Linked DNA regions of Ovis aries: region 2 is linked to region 1. Evidence: chromatin contacts called from public Hi-C data. All regions are on one chromosome and are shown on one strand. Each heading gives the region's core, a stretch centred on a gene start, on an enhancer-like site or on the middle of the called end of the contact. The rest is flanking DNA. Distances are from core to core; before and after follow the strand shown.

Region 1 (5,753 bases), core at 188-2,687:
GAAGCAGCCTCTTTCCTTTGGGGCGGCTCCCGCTGCCCACGTATGAGTTTTTTGGAGAGAATCTATAGATAGCCTTGCAGGACTCTTCAGCAGGGAGCCAGGCTTGGACCTGGCTCCTGGGGGGAGAACCTCTTTTTTTTTTTATTTAATTTATTTATTTTTGGCTGTGCTGGTTCTTCATTGCTGCTTGCTCTGGGCATTCTCTAGTTGTGGTGTTCAGGCTTCCCACTGTGGTGGCTTCTCTTGTTGCAGAGCACAGCCTCTAGGGTGCGCGGGCTTCAGCAGTTGCAGCTCTTAAGCTCCAGAGCATGCGGTCAGTAGTCATGGCTTACTTGCCCCTCGGCATGTGGGATCTTCTGGGACCAGGAATCAAACCCACGTCCCCTGCATTGGCAGGCAGGTTCTTTACCACTGAGCCACCAGGGAAGCCCTTTTTGCTCTTTTTTTGAGGAAAGGTGGGTGAAATAGGGCAGAAAGGACCCAGCTACTCCCAGAAACTCTCTCCAGTCTCCTATAATTTGGCTGTGTCATCTCCCTTCAGAAGTGGCAACTCTCTGGGTTTCAGGTCAGGGGAACTCAACCCTTTGTGACCGCTTTGTCAGCTTCGCCTCACTCTGCTCCAGGCCTCTACTTCAGCCAGAGCCACTCCCATTCCTGGAACCCTCACCTCCGCCCTCCTCATTTTCAAGTCTCAGAGGTCCTACCTGCTTTTCAAGGCCACTACAAATTCCATCCCTTCTATAAGGTCTTCCTGGATCATCCATCCCAAAGTGACTTTCTGCACTATTCTGTCCTGAGCGGCACTGGAACCAGCTAGCATTCAGGTTATTGGAGAAGGAAATGGCAACCCACTCCAGTGTTCTTGCCTGGAGAATCCCAGGGACGGGGGAGCCTGGTGGGCTGCCGTCTATGGGGTCGCACAGAGTCGGACACGGCTAAAACGACTTAGCAGCAGCATTCAGGTTATGCCTTTCCTTAGAAGGTCTCCCTGCTCTGCCGGGGAGCTCCTGATGGTGGGGGACAATGGTTTTGGCTCGTTCCCACACTGAGCATGTAGTCCTGTGTGTGCTTACAGAATTGAGTTTGTGCATTTCCTGGCCTCTCCCCAGGATACCGCTACGTGATTCTGGACATCCCCCTGCTTTTTGAGACCAAGAAACTGCTCAAGTACATGAAGCACACGGTGGTGGTATACTGGTGAGTGTGTGGCACGGCCTGGCCTGACTGAGGCTGGAAAGGAGCACCCCCTGGGTGAGGCACGTGCCTGTGAAATGGCCGATCGCATTTTACCCTTTCCCCACGTGGTGACCAAGAGGCCCCGGGGGGTTGGGTAGCAGTGCCCAGAGCCTGTAGAAACTGACATCTATAGAGCCAGGCCCAGATATGCCTGGGGGTGGATGTGGGAAGTGATGGCCCCCAGGTGTCTCTCTAGTGCTTGGGAAGGGCTCCCCCTGCTGGCTTTTGGAGGCATTTCAGCCCAGATGCTGGGCCCTGCCCGGGGGGACCATGTTCTCTTCAGTGGTTTCCTTTTCCCTCCTGTAGTGCTTCTCAACTTTCCAAACAGCTCCCACATCAATTTACCTCTCAACATAAGGTAGTCAGGACAGGAGTTGATATTCCTGGGGCATAGGAAACTCAAGCCAGGAGTTACAGAATTTGTCTAGGGTCACCCACTGGCAATATGTATGAACTGAAAGTTGCAGAGAGGGAGCTGTCAGAACTCAGCTAAAAAAGGTGCTTTGTTCTCAGAATCCCTCAGGACTTGGAGCAGACTGGCATCCAGGTTTGGCAAACAAGAGGATCAAACTGTCAGAGAAAATGAGTCATAGTCCCAGTGGGGTGTGAGTGTAGATGAGGCTTCAGGGTGTCTCTGCCTTCCAGAAACTTCCGGGATGCCACCCACAGATACAGCAGACACAGAGGTGGGCCCTTGGCTCTGCAGGTATTTTGGGCACAGGGTGGCTCTCAAGAGACTAATGCAGGGGAGGCTCCTGGAACACCGGAGGCAGGGCCTGGAGTGCTCAGCGCTCCCATCACCCTGCCCTCCCAGCTCCTAGCCCTGGGCTGTCATTTAAAGGCAGCCTGAATCTACTGAGCCTGGAGCAGGGACTCAGGCCTCCTATTCTCTCCCCCGCTGGCCTGTGTCTACCCGTGTAAACCTGTAGCTTCTCTGGGTTCTTTGTTCCCTGTTTGGGAAAGACTGTCAACTGAGGCCAAGCAGACTCCATGAAGACAGAGTTCTCTTTGCCTTAGTTTTAATATAATTCCAAACTTTGTACCAAGGGATCGGGGGGGAAAAAAAAGAACCCCTCAGAGTATAATATTTAAGTGAAAGTGTCAGTTGCTCAGTCGTGTTTGACTCTTTGTGACTCCATGGACTGTACCCTGCCAGGCTTCTCTGTCCATGGAATTTTACAGGCAAGAATACTGGAGTGGGTTGCCATTCCCTCCTCCAGGGGATCTTCCCGACTCAGGGATTGAACCCAGGTCTCCTGCTTTGCAGGCATATTCTTTGTCCTGAGTAAACAAATTAGGACCTAGTTGCATCTGCAGTCACCAGGTGACTCAGGCCTACATTTCCACCTTCCTCCTCCTATGCTTTCCTTTTGCCAAGAGCAGAGATAGCTGTGGTTCCTGGCAGATAGATGGGGCTTTGTGGATTTGCCAGCTTCCCAGGAGATCCTCCAGCCCCACTCACTGGCCAGAGCCTTCCCAGCGTTCCGGGTACCATACATCCCCCACTGATATCACATGTGGTTATGACTCTTGAGAGATACCCAGGAGATAAATGAAGGATTATTTGTCTTTCATAAAAGGGATCTACACTCAACAAAAATAAGTCCATCCCCACATGGACTCCTTTAACTGGCAAACTACCCCTTGGGCATTTGAGCTAATATGGGGGATTTATCAAAGTGTGATTGTACCAAAACGTGATTATTCACTTTTTTGAGGAACTTGCCAATTGTGGGGTAAATATTTGGGCAAAAGTTCCCTTACCCCAAATAACATCAGTCCTTAAACTAACCACATGGGACTCTCTCTGAGCTCCAGGAAGGGCTGTCGGCGAGTTCTGCCTTCACATCCCCGGAGGCCCACTGGTCTCAGCCTTACCCTCTGAAGGATGAGTGCTCACTGGTGGCCCCAAGCCATCTCCATTCTCTCAGCCAGACTTTCCCAGCCACAGATCTGCAGAGTCCCTGACAAGGATTGCATATAGTCCTTGTTCTCAGCCAGGTGGGAACTGGCCCCATGACCTTGACAGCATGCTATCCTCCTAACAAAGGAAGTCAGAAGTCCTACCAACTTTTCGAGGCCAGTACAAACACCATCTTTATACAAGGTCTTCCTTGATTGGTCAGCCAGAAATGACTTTCTGCCACATTCGGTCCTCAGCGGCTTTGGAATTGGCTAGTGTTCAGGTTATATCTGTCCTTTCTGCCTTGACATCCCAGGAGGTCCTCAGGTCTAGGCCACAGGTAGACTAGAGGGATTAAACTGTAGTCATCAGATCATCCCATCTTATAACTGGAAAAACTCCGGCCTAGTGGCAAAGCAGAGAGACCCCAGATGGCAGAAAACAGCTGCTGCAGCCTTTTACCCCCTTGTTCCCATCTAGGGGCTTAGGCCGTCAGAGAGCTAGGGGGCTGCTAAAGATGACCCTGCTCCAGAGGACAGCTGGACAGTGCCTGTGTAGCCAAAGCAGGACAGGGAGCTTGCTGAGGAAGGACCAGGCAGTAACATCAGAGCAGGCAAGAGAGGCATTCTTTGTTTTTCCTCTGGAGCTGGGAGACTGGGTGCTGCTTGGCCTACTGTGCATGCTCAGTCCTGTCTCAAGGGCCAAGGGGACCCAGTTCTCAAGTCCTTGCTTCTGTTGGAAGCACGTTGGGGCATCTTGCTTCTTCGTGGCCTCCAGCCCAGTGGCCACCATCTCAGCACAGTCCTTGTGCTCTGAATGTGCTGGGGTGGGTGTGGGGAGACAAGGAGAGGGCTCTTTATGGAAAGCCAGGAAGCTGATTTTTATGCCGCAGGCCCTGGTCCCCAGGGGAACTGCAGGAAGCATTTAGCTTGCAGACCCAGGCCTTTCAGTAAAGGTCACCCATCCAGGGATGCAGGATGTCGCTGATTCCAGGTGACCAAATCCTCCCATTTTAAAATCAAGGAATCTCGGGCCTGGTAGCCAAGCAGAGACCCCAGATGGCAGAAAACAGCTGCTGCCCCTCTTTCCCCTCCCCAGTTATACTAAGGGGCTTAGGTAGCCCACAGTGGTGCTAGGGTGCTCATGAAGAGTGGGGTGAGGTGGGGGGAAGCCCAAGCTTCCAGGGCTGCCCACCCCTGTAACAAGGGACGAGGAAGTCCAGAGCCTGCAGTGCCTAAGCAGCCCTTCTGCCTGGTCCTTAGTGACCGAGACACACAGCTGACCCGGCTAATGCGGCGGAACAACCTGAGCCGTGAGGACGCAGAGGCCCGGATCAAGGCCCAGCTGCCCCTGAAGGACAAGGTCCGCATGGCCCGCCACGTTCTAGACAACTCGGGCGAGTGGAGCGTCACCAAACGCCAGGTGGTCCTGCTGCACGCGGAGCTGGAGCACTCCCTGGAGTACCTGCCACTGCGGCTCGGGGTCCTCACAGGGCTGGCCGGCATCGTCAGTCTGCTTTACCTGCTCCTCACCCACTACCTCCTGCCTTCCCCCTAGCTGGACCCTCCAAGGCAGGAGCTGCTGGGTCTCCATCTCCTCAGAGGTTGGAACCAGGGAACAAATGCATCGGGTTTCCTCCCAACCCCTCAACACACGCACTCTGGATCTGGGCTGGAGCCCTGCCCTGGGCCGGCCTTTCCTCTGGGCACACACTGCATCCTGTCCAAGGCAGGGAAACAGCCCTCTGTCAGCAGATGCTCCTTTCCGCCTCCCCCAGAGCCCCTCCCTCTGGAACCCCCCCCAGAACAGTCCATGAGAGGGTGTGACAGTAACAGTGAGACACTGTTGTTAATTTCTTGTGGGTGGGGGTGAGGAGCACTCTCAGGAGCTGTCACCAGTGTTTAAAGCTGGGAGGGTCCCTGGGCCTGAACCGTCTCCAGGCACTTGCCCCGTCATGGCCAAAATGTCCTCCTAGTGGACATCGGGGAATCAGTTTGGACTAAAGGCTGCCCCCATCAAGCAGGATTCCCCGGTAGACTGAAGCCCTCAGCCAGGACACAGTAAGGATTCGCTTATGGGCGATGCTATATCCAGGCAGAGGCCAGGCCTCTTCTGAGATGACCCACCGCCCCCCGTGGTATTTCCCCAGCACTCCCTGCAGCCCGCTCCCTGCCCCCTACCACTCTGCCTCCCTGAGCTCTTGGTGGTCCACATGCACCTGGATGTTTCTTGCCTCTGTGCCTTTGCCTTGCTGCTCCCCAAGCTAAAATAACCCTCCCCCCCCCCCCCCCCCCCACCCCCACCCCCCACCTGGTTACCCTCCAGCTCAGGCACCAGCTGAAGCTCAGGGCGGGGTTAGGTGCTCTGGGTCACCACCCTGCCACCACTACCATGTTTTACCTGAATCCACAGTATAATAATCAACCAAAAGCTGGTTGGTCTCTCCTAGACTGTAAGCCCTTTGTGGGCAGGAACTGTCTTATTCATCTCTGTCCCTGGTGCAGAGCCTGAGCTGCCACTGGTGCTGAATAAAGTGTGTTGATCTGAAATGCCCCATGCTGCCACTGTACCCCCAGCATCACTGACCAACTGAGGTGCCCAGACTCTGCTCATA
Region 2 (6,243 bases), core at 278-2,777, 130 kb before region 1:
CTGGATCTGAACCCATGTCTTCTGCATTAGGCAGATTCTTTACCACAGATTCTTTACCTACTGGTCCCATTCTTAACTTGTGTTGAAAATCCGCTTCAACTTTTTATAGATATGGTGTTGTCCCTAAGTCACGTCCAGCTGTTTGTGACCCCATGGACTGTAGCCTGCCAGGCTTCTCCGTCCATGGGATTTCCTAAGCAAGAACACTGCAGTGAGTTGCCATTTCCTTTTCCAGGTGATCTTCCCCACCCAGGGATCAAACCCACATCTCCTGTGTCGCCTGCATTGGTAGGCGGATTCTTTTACCACTGAGCCACCAAGGAAGCCCTTTGCAGATAATCCATGGGTTAATCCTTGGAGCTTCAGGCTTTCCATGAACTTCTTAAAGTGGAGAATCCCACCTCAAGAACATAAAATATTACTTATGCAGTATTCCTTCCGGAGTTGTTTAGCCTGAATCTATTCATAAGAAAACACTAGACAAACCCCGAATGAGGACACTCAATTAAAAGAAGAAAAGGCAGTGGAGTCTACTCTGAAAAAATGTCATAAAAAAAAAAAAAAGACAAGGAATTGTTCCCGATTAAAGAAGCCTAAGAAACGTGACGATTAAATGCAATCTGTGATCTTGGTTTGGATTGTACACCGGGGGGGCGGAGGGGAATGCTCTAAAAGACCCTATGGAATCAACTGGCAAAACTGAAATATGGACAGTAAATTAGATGAAAGTATTGTTATCGATTTGAAATTTCCCAAAGTTGAAAAGAGTGTTTATGCAAGAGAATGTCCTTGTTCTTAGCAAATACCCACTAAAGTGTGTACGGGTAAATGGGGTAGGAGGGTTACTACTCTCCATTCAAGGAATAAACAAGTAAATAAATATTAAACATATATTTGATAAAGAATAAGAGAGCAAAGGGGACAAAATTTTAACATCTGGTGAATCTGTATAAGGGGTATATGGAGGATCTCTGCATCTTATTGGAACTCTTCTGTAAGCTTATAACTTTTTCCAAATAAAAAGTTTTAGAAAACGAAAGAACTCTACCCAAACCAGGAGCCTTGAAGTTATGATCCTTCTTCTCCCCTCTGTGCTGGACTTGGGCTGGCCCACGGCCGGCCCACAGAGGACCCTCGGCCGGCGTCCTGTGTGTGCAGGGCAGCATTAGGGGCGGGGACGGCGACCCGAAGGGACGAGGCCCGCCGCTGGGGGACACGCCTCGGCCCTCGACATTTTCTGACCCGACAGCTGGGGCGCTCGGTCGCCAATCCAGCCAGGAGTGACTCACCCGCTGGGCTCCCAGGGCGGAGGGGGAGCTCCGCCCCGCAGGGAGGGCCCCGGACAGCAGGTGCCGCTGTTGAGCCGGCGCTGGCAGAACCCTTCCAGGGGCTCAGGCGGGACCTGGAGAGGGTCATTCATGCGGTGTCTTCCAGAACGCAGCCCACTGGGGTCTGTAAGCAGCCTCGCACATCCTTGCTCCTCAAACACCCTTGCACGTCCCACTCCCGGGCCCTCAGCTTCCCCGCACCCCCTCCCCCACCTTGGATGTCCCTAGGCAACTCCCTTGGATGACGCCTGGTGGAGGAGGGGAGGGGATAAGCAGGAAAAGGCTTCAGTCCTTGGCCTTGGTGTCCGAGTAGCAAATTAATCCTCCCCTTTTCTCTGCTCCATCTCCCACTCCTCCTCCCCTCCCCCTTTCACTCCCCTCCTCTTAGAGCGGCCCCAGGGCTTTCAAAACTGACGCGCACACCCCTCAGCCCACCCCCAGCTGCCCTGGGCCTTTCTCCAGGAGTTGTTTTTCCTAGACTCCAGCTCCTTCGGCCGAGTCCAGGGATCAGGGTGGGGATGGAGAGGGGGTGACCGGGTGCTGAGGGGGTGGGGAGATGCCAATGAGTTTATTTTTTCCTGTGTGGAAAGGAGTTGCTCTCACAGCCCTTCTGCGTGGAGGGGGTTGGGGTGAAGGTAGGGGCGTCTTTCCCTGCCTGGGAGGTGAAGCTGGCCCTTTACTCCAGCTGTTCCCTGGCCTTCCCAGACTGGGGGTGAAAGGGGTTTAGAGAGGGATTGGTCCATCCCTCTGGCTGCAGGAAGGACCATTTAATTGCGTGAAGTTCTCTGTCTCCTGGGGGGATGGGAGGGAGGGAGGGGAATATACATATACTTATAGCTGATTCAGGTTGTTGTACAGCAGAAACTAACACCATATTGTAAAGCAATTATCCTCCAAATAAAAATAATAAATAAAATTTAAAATAAATAAATTTGAGCTCTTAAAAAAAAAGCTCTCTGAATCCTATGTGTTCACTAAGGCCTTCAACAGCTCTTCACTGAGCACCAGCTCTGTGCGAAGTACAAGGAGGCTTATCTAATCCCAGCACTTTAAATCCTCACTAGGAAAAGAATCCTAACTAGGACCACTAGAGACCAGCACTATTACTGTAAGTTGGCTTGTCCAGGGATCCACCTCAATCCAGTGGTCCTCTTATTCTTCCTGACACTCTCAGTGATCAGCTTTGGGGTCACCCTTGCACCTCACAAGATGTCTCAGTTACTGTAGTTGTCTTCATGGGCCCCCTCCCCCAAGAAACTGGGTTCCAGACCACTTGACTGACGACAGTGAGACCTGAGGGCTGTGCTCTAGTCCTCACTCTGTGTGGCCTTGAGGAAATTCCTTCATTTACTTATTTACCTGTTTATTTATTTGACTGAACTGGCTCTTAGTCATGGTATGCAGGATCTTTAGTTGAGGTATGTAAACTCTTAGCTGCAGTATGTGGGATCTAGTTCCCTGACCAGGGATTGAACCCAGCACCCCAGCATTAGGAGCACAGAGTCTTAGCCACTGGACCACCAAAGAAAGTGAAAGTGAAAGAGTGAAAGTCACTCAGTCGTGTCCGACTCTTTTCCACCCCATGGACTATATACAGTCTGGAATTCTCCAGGCCAGAATACTGGAGTGGGTAGCCTTTCCCTTCTCCAGGGGATCTTCCCAACCCAGGAATCGAACCCAGGTCTCCCACACTGCAGATGGATTCTTTACCAACAGAGCACAAGGGAAGTCCCTCTTTAATTTCTTAACACAGTAAATTTAGCTTAAAAAAAGGAAGCCCAGCCCCACCAGAAGGGCTAAAATTAAAAGAGCAGATACGGACCACTGGCCAAGGATGTGGAGCAAAGGGACTCATACTTGCTAGGGGTGGAAAACCATTTAGCAATTATGCTAATTATACGCATGCAACATGACTCAGCAATTCCGGGATCTGAGATACATACAGAGGAATGTGTGTGCATGGGCACTAAAAGATTTGTAGAACAATCTCCAGAGAAACCCTCATCATAATCCACCCCAAACAGGAAACAACCCAAATGTCCAGCAGCATCAGAATGAATTCCTGAATTCATGCATTTTAGGATATTTGTGCAGTGGAATACTATACAGGAGTGAAAAAGAATTAACACCTGCTCCTCATAGCAACATAGACAAATCTCACAGACATAATGTTGATGGAAAGAAACTGAGCACAAAAGAGGTACACACAGCAAGTTTGTTTTCACAGAACATCCTGAAACAGCTGAGTAGTACTCATCTACAGTAGAGGTCAGAGATGTGCCCTTGGTGATTAGAAGCGAGGCTCGAGGAGCTCTAGGGTGCTGGTAGTGTTCTGTTTCTTTATTGAGTATAGTTACACAGGTGTCTTTTACCTTGCAAGAATTCATTAAGCTGTACACTTATGATTTATGCACCTGTTTGTATAAATGTTATACTTCAATAAAAAGTATTGTTGTTGTTTTAGTCGATAAGTCGCCTCTGACTCTTTTGTGACCCCATCAACTAGCCCACCAGGCTCCCCTGTCCATGGGATTTCCCAGGCAGGAATACTGGAGTGGGTCGCCATTTCCTTCTCCAGGGGAACTTCCTGACTCAGGGATCAAACCCAAGTCTCCTGCACTGGCAGGCAGGTTCTTTCCACTGAGCCACCAGGGAAGCCCCAATAAAAATATACACAAAGATAAAAAAAAATTAAAAAGAAAAATATACACAAAGATAAAAAAGACAAATGAATTGAGCTACTTGTATCACATCAATAAATCTGAATACATTTTTTTTTTTTTTTTTTGCACAAAGACCATGTTTTGAAAAGATCTGGGTCATACGATTCATAGAAATTTTAAAAGTGCCTAAGACTGCAGTTTGTTTAAGCATACATACCCAGGTCACATGGGGCTTCTCAGGCGGTGCTGGTGGTAAAGAACCCACCTGCCAATGCAGGAGACAGAAAAGATTCGGGTTGAATCCCTGGGTTGGGAGGATCCCCGGGGGAGGGAATGGCAACCCACTCTGGTATTCTTGCCTGGAGCATCCCAGGGACAGAGGAGCCTGGTGGGCTACAGTCCATAGGGTTGTAAAGAGTTAGACACAACTGAAGCAACTTAGCACACACACACGCATGCACCCAGGTCACACAAATAACAGACATGCAAGAGATGATAAACCCCAAATGCAGAATAGAAGTTCCATTGTAGGGGGAGAGAGGGGCCTCGGGTATGCATAAGGGACTTCAACATTTATTCATTTATCTGGCTGTGCTGAGTCTTAGTTGCAGCACGCAGGATGTTCCATCTTCCTTGTAAGGTGCAGGCGGGATCTTTAGTTGAGGTATTTGAACTTCTTAGTCATGGCATGTGGGATCTGGTTCCCTAACCAAGGATCAAACCTGGGCCCCCTGCATTGGGAGCATGAAGTCTTAGCCACTGGATCACTAAGGAAGTCTCTGAAGCTACATGATTCCTGTCAGGGGTGTTCATTTTATTATTCTGTAACTTTATACTTTTCTGATTGCCTGGCATATCTAAAAGTACTCCTCAGCATTAAAACACAAAAAGAAAAATGAGAGGGGAGAAACTGTGTCTTATTTATCTTTGTCTTTCTGGTGCCAATCTAGTGCCTGGCACTCAGCAAAGGTTTAGTGAATGAAAGATCTCTTGACCAGGAAAAGTGCTGGAGCCAGAGTTGAATGTCAGGTTTCCCCACACCAAATCCCAAGACCAGGGCACACCAGACACACCGCTTCCCACCCTCGACCCCCGACCCCATCCCATCCCCTGCCAGTAGGGGGAGGCTGGGAAGGAACAGAAATAAGAGAAGCCCCAGCCTCACTCAGCACCCTCTGATCTGAGTTGAATTACAGAATTACTGAATTACCGGGTACACAGAAGGAACAAAATGACTTCATCAATTGGAACTCTGCAAATTCAGAATCTGGTGGCCTAAATTTCTACAAGTCATGCTGCCAACATCGTTTAATAACCTGCTGTTTATCCAAAACCTTCTGAGATGTATCTATATGATTGCTCAATTCTTTTTTTTTTCTTTTTTTGTATTAGATCATGTGTTCTCTCCATGGAACAGAAAAAGGGGGCTTTCTAAGGCAAGGTTTGATAACAGGATTGTGGGACATAGCTGACGAGTGCAAGAGAATAAACAAACAGCCTTCAGCACATGAATTCTTTGTCTGTGAAGAGACGACACTAATTGCAGATGCGTTTTATCTGTTTGTGAGGCTCTGTGTGGGGTGCAGCCTCTGAGAACAGCTCTTCTCACCACTCCAAACCCACCGAAGCGTGCCCAGCCCTGAGAGGGGCTTCTAGGAGTGCAAACAAGGGGCTGCCTCTGCTGTCATCAGCAGAGTTTCAGCGGGTGGCTTCACAGAATTTCATCAGGGTGGTTTTTAAGGAAAATAAATATGTCCTACCTGCTCTTGTGGAAGGCTGATTACTCACTCACCTCCCGAGTGAACCGTTTTTGAGGAGTTGTGAGTGACACTGGCGGTGGCTGGAGCTGGGAGAAGCCTGTCTGGGCATCTATCCCATTATCACACATCTGTCTGCACAGCAGAGGTGCACCCCACCCCATCCCCACTGACATGCCTGCCAGCAAGGTGTCTGCTTGGTGGCATGGATGAAGATGGTGCCAGGCCATACTTGATGGGGGAAAAAAATGACCATTCTCGAGGACTCTCATTCAGACTTTCCTCTCGCCACCAATATCCTGCACCAAGGCAGGCTGTGATCCATTAACCGTTACTAATTCACTCATTTGCCAATTTTTTTTCTTTGTTTCTAAGAATTTATTTTTAAGTTATATATATATATATTTTTAAATACTGTTTATTTACATGGCTGGGAAGTTATCTTTAGTTGTGGCATGTGGAATCTAGGTCCCTGACCTGTGATCAGACTCAAGC

Evidence for each region. Hi-C and Micro-C count contacts between places; a contact is called where the count stands out from the background.
Region 2: a contact with region 1 is called in a Hi-C map of tail adipose tissue, with 3 times the contacts expected there. The contact joins the promoter of FMNL1 here to the enhancer-like site in region 1. A contact is called at or near these places in 7 of 16 Hi-C or Micro-C datasets (blood, hypothalamus, muscle and 3 more).

What each region holds. Positions count from the first base shown.
Region 1 is chr11:44,456,390-44,462,142 of ARS-UI_Ramb_v3.0, reverse strand. DCAKD (dephospho-CoA kinase domain containing) reads left to right here. Exons shown (of 6, transcript XM_012186223.5): 5 at 1,110-1,197; 6 at 4,402-5,688. The coding sequence ends at 4,696. Among named protein-coding and RNA genes, the nearest start is that of DCAKD, 25 kb to the left of the region's middle. Within about 2 kb of position 1,437, at least 3 of the 54 cell types and tissues checked have an H3K27ac peak or open chromatin away from gene starts, as enhancers often do.
Region 2 is chr11:44,583,701-44,589,943 of ARS-UI_Ramb_v3.0, reverse strand. It overlaps FMNL1 (formin like 1), which reads right to left and starts at 1,527. Exons shown (of 29, transcript XM_042256107.2): 1 at 1,290-1,527. LOC121820632 (a long non-coding RNA gene) reads left to right here. Exons shown (of 2, transcript XR_006061241.2): 2 at 5,384-5,755.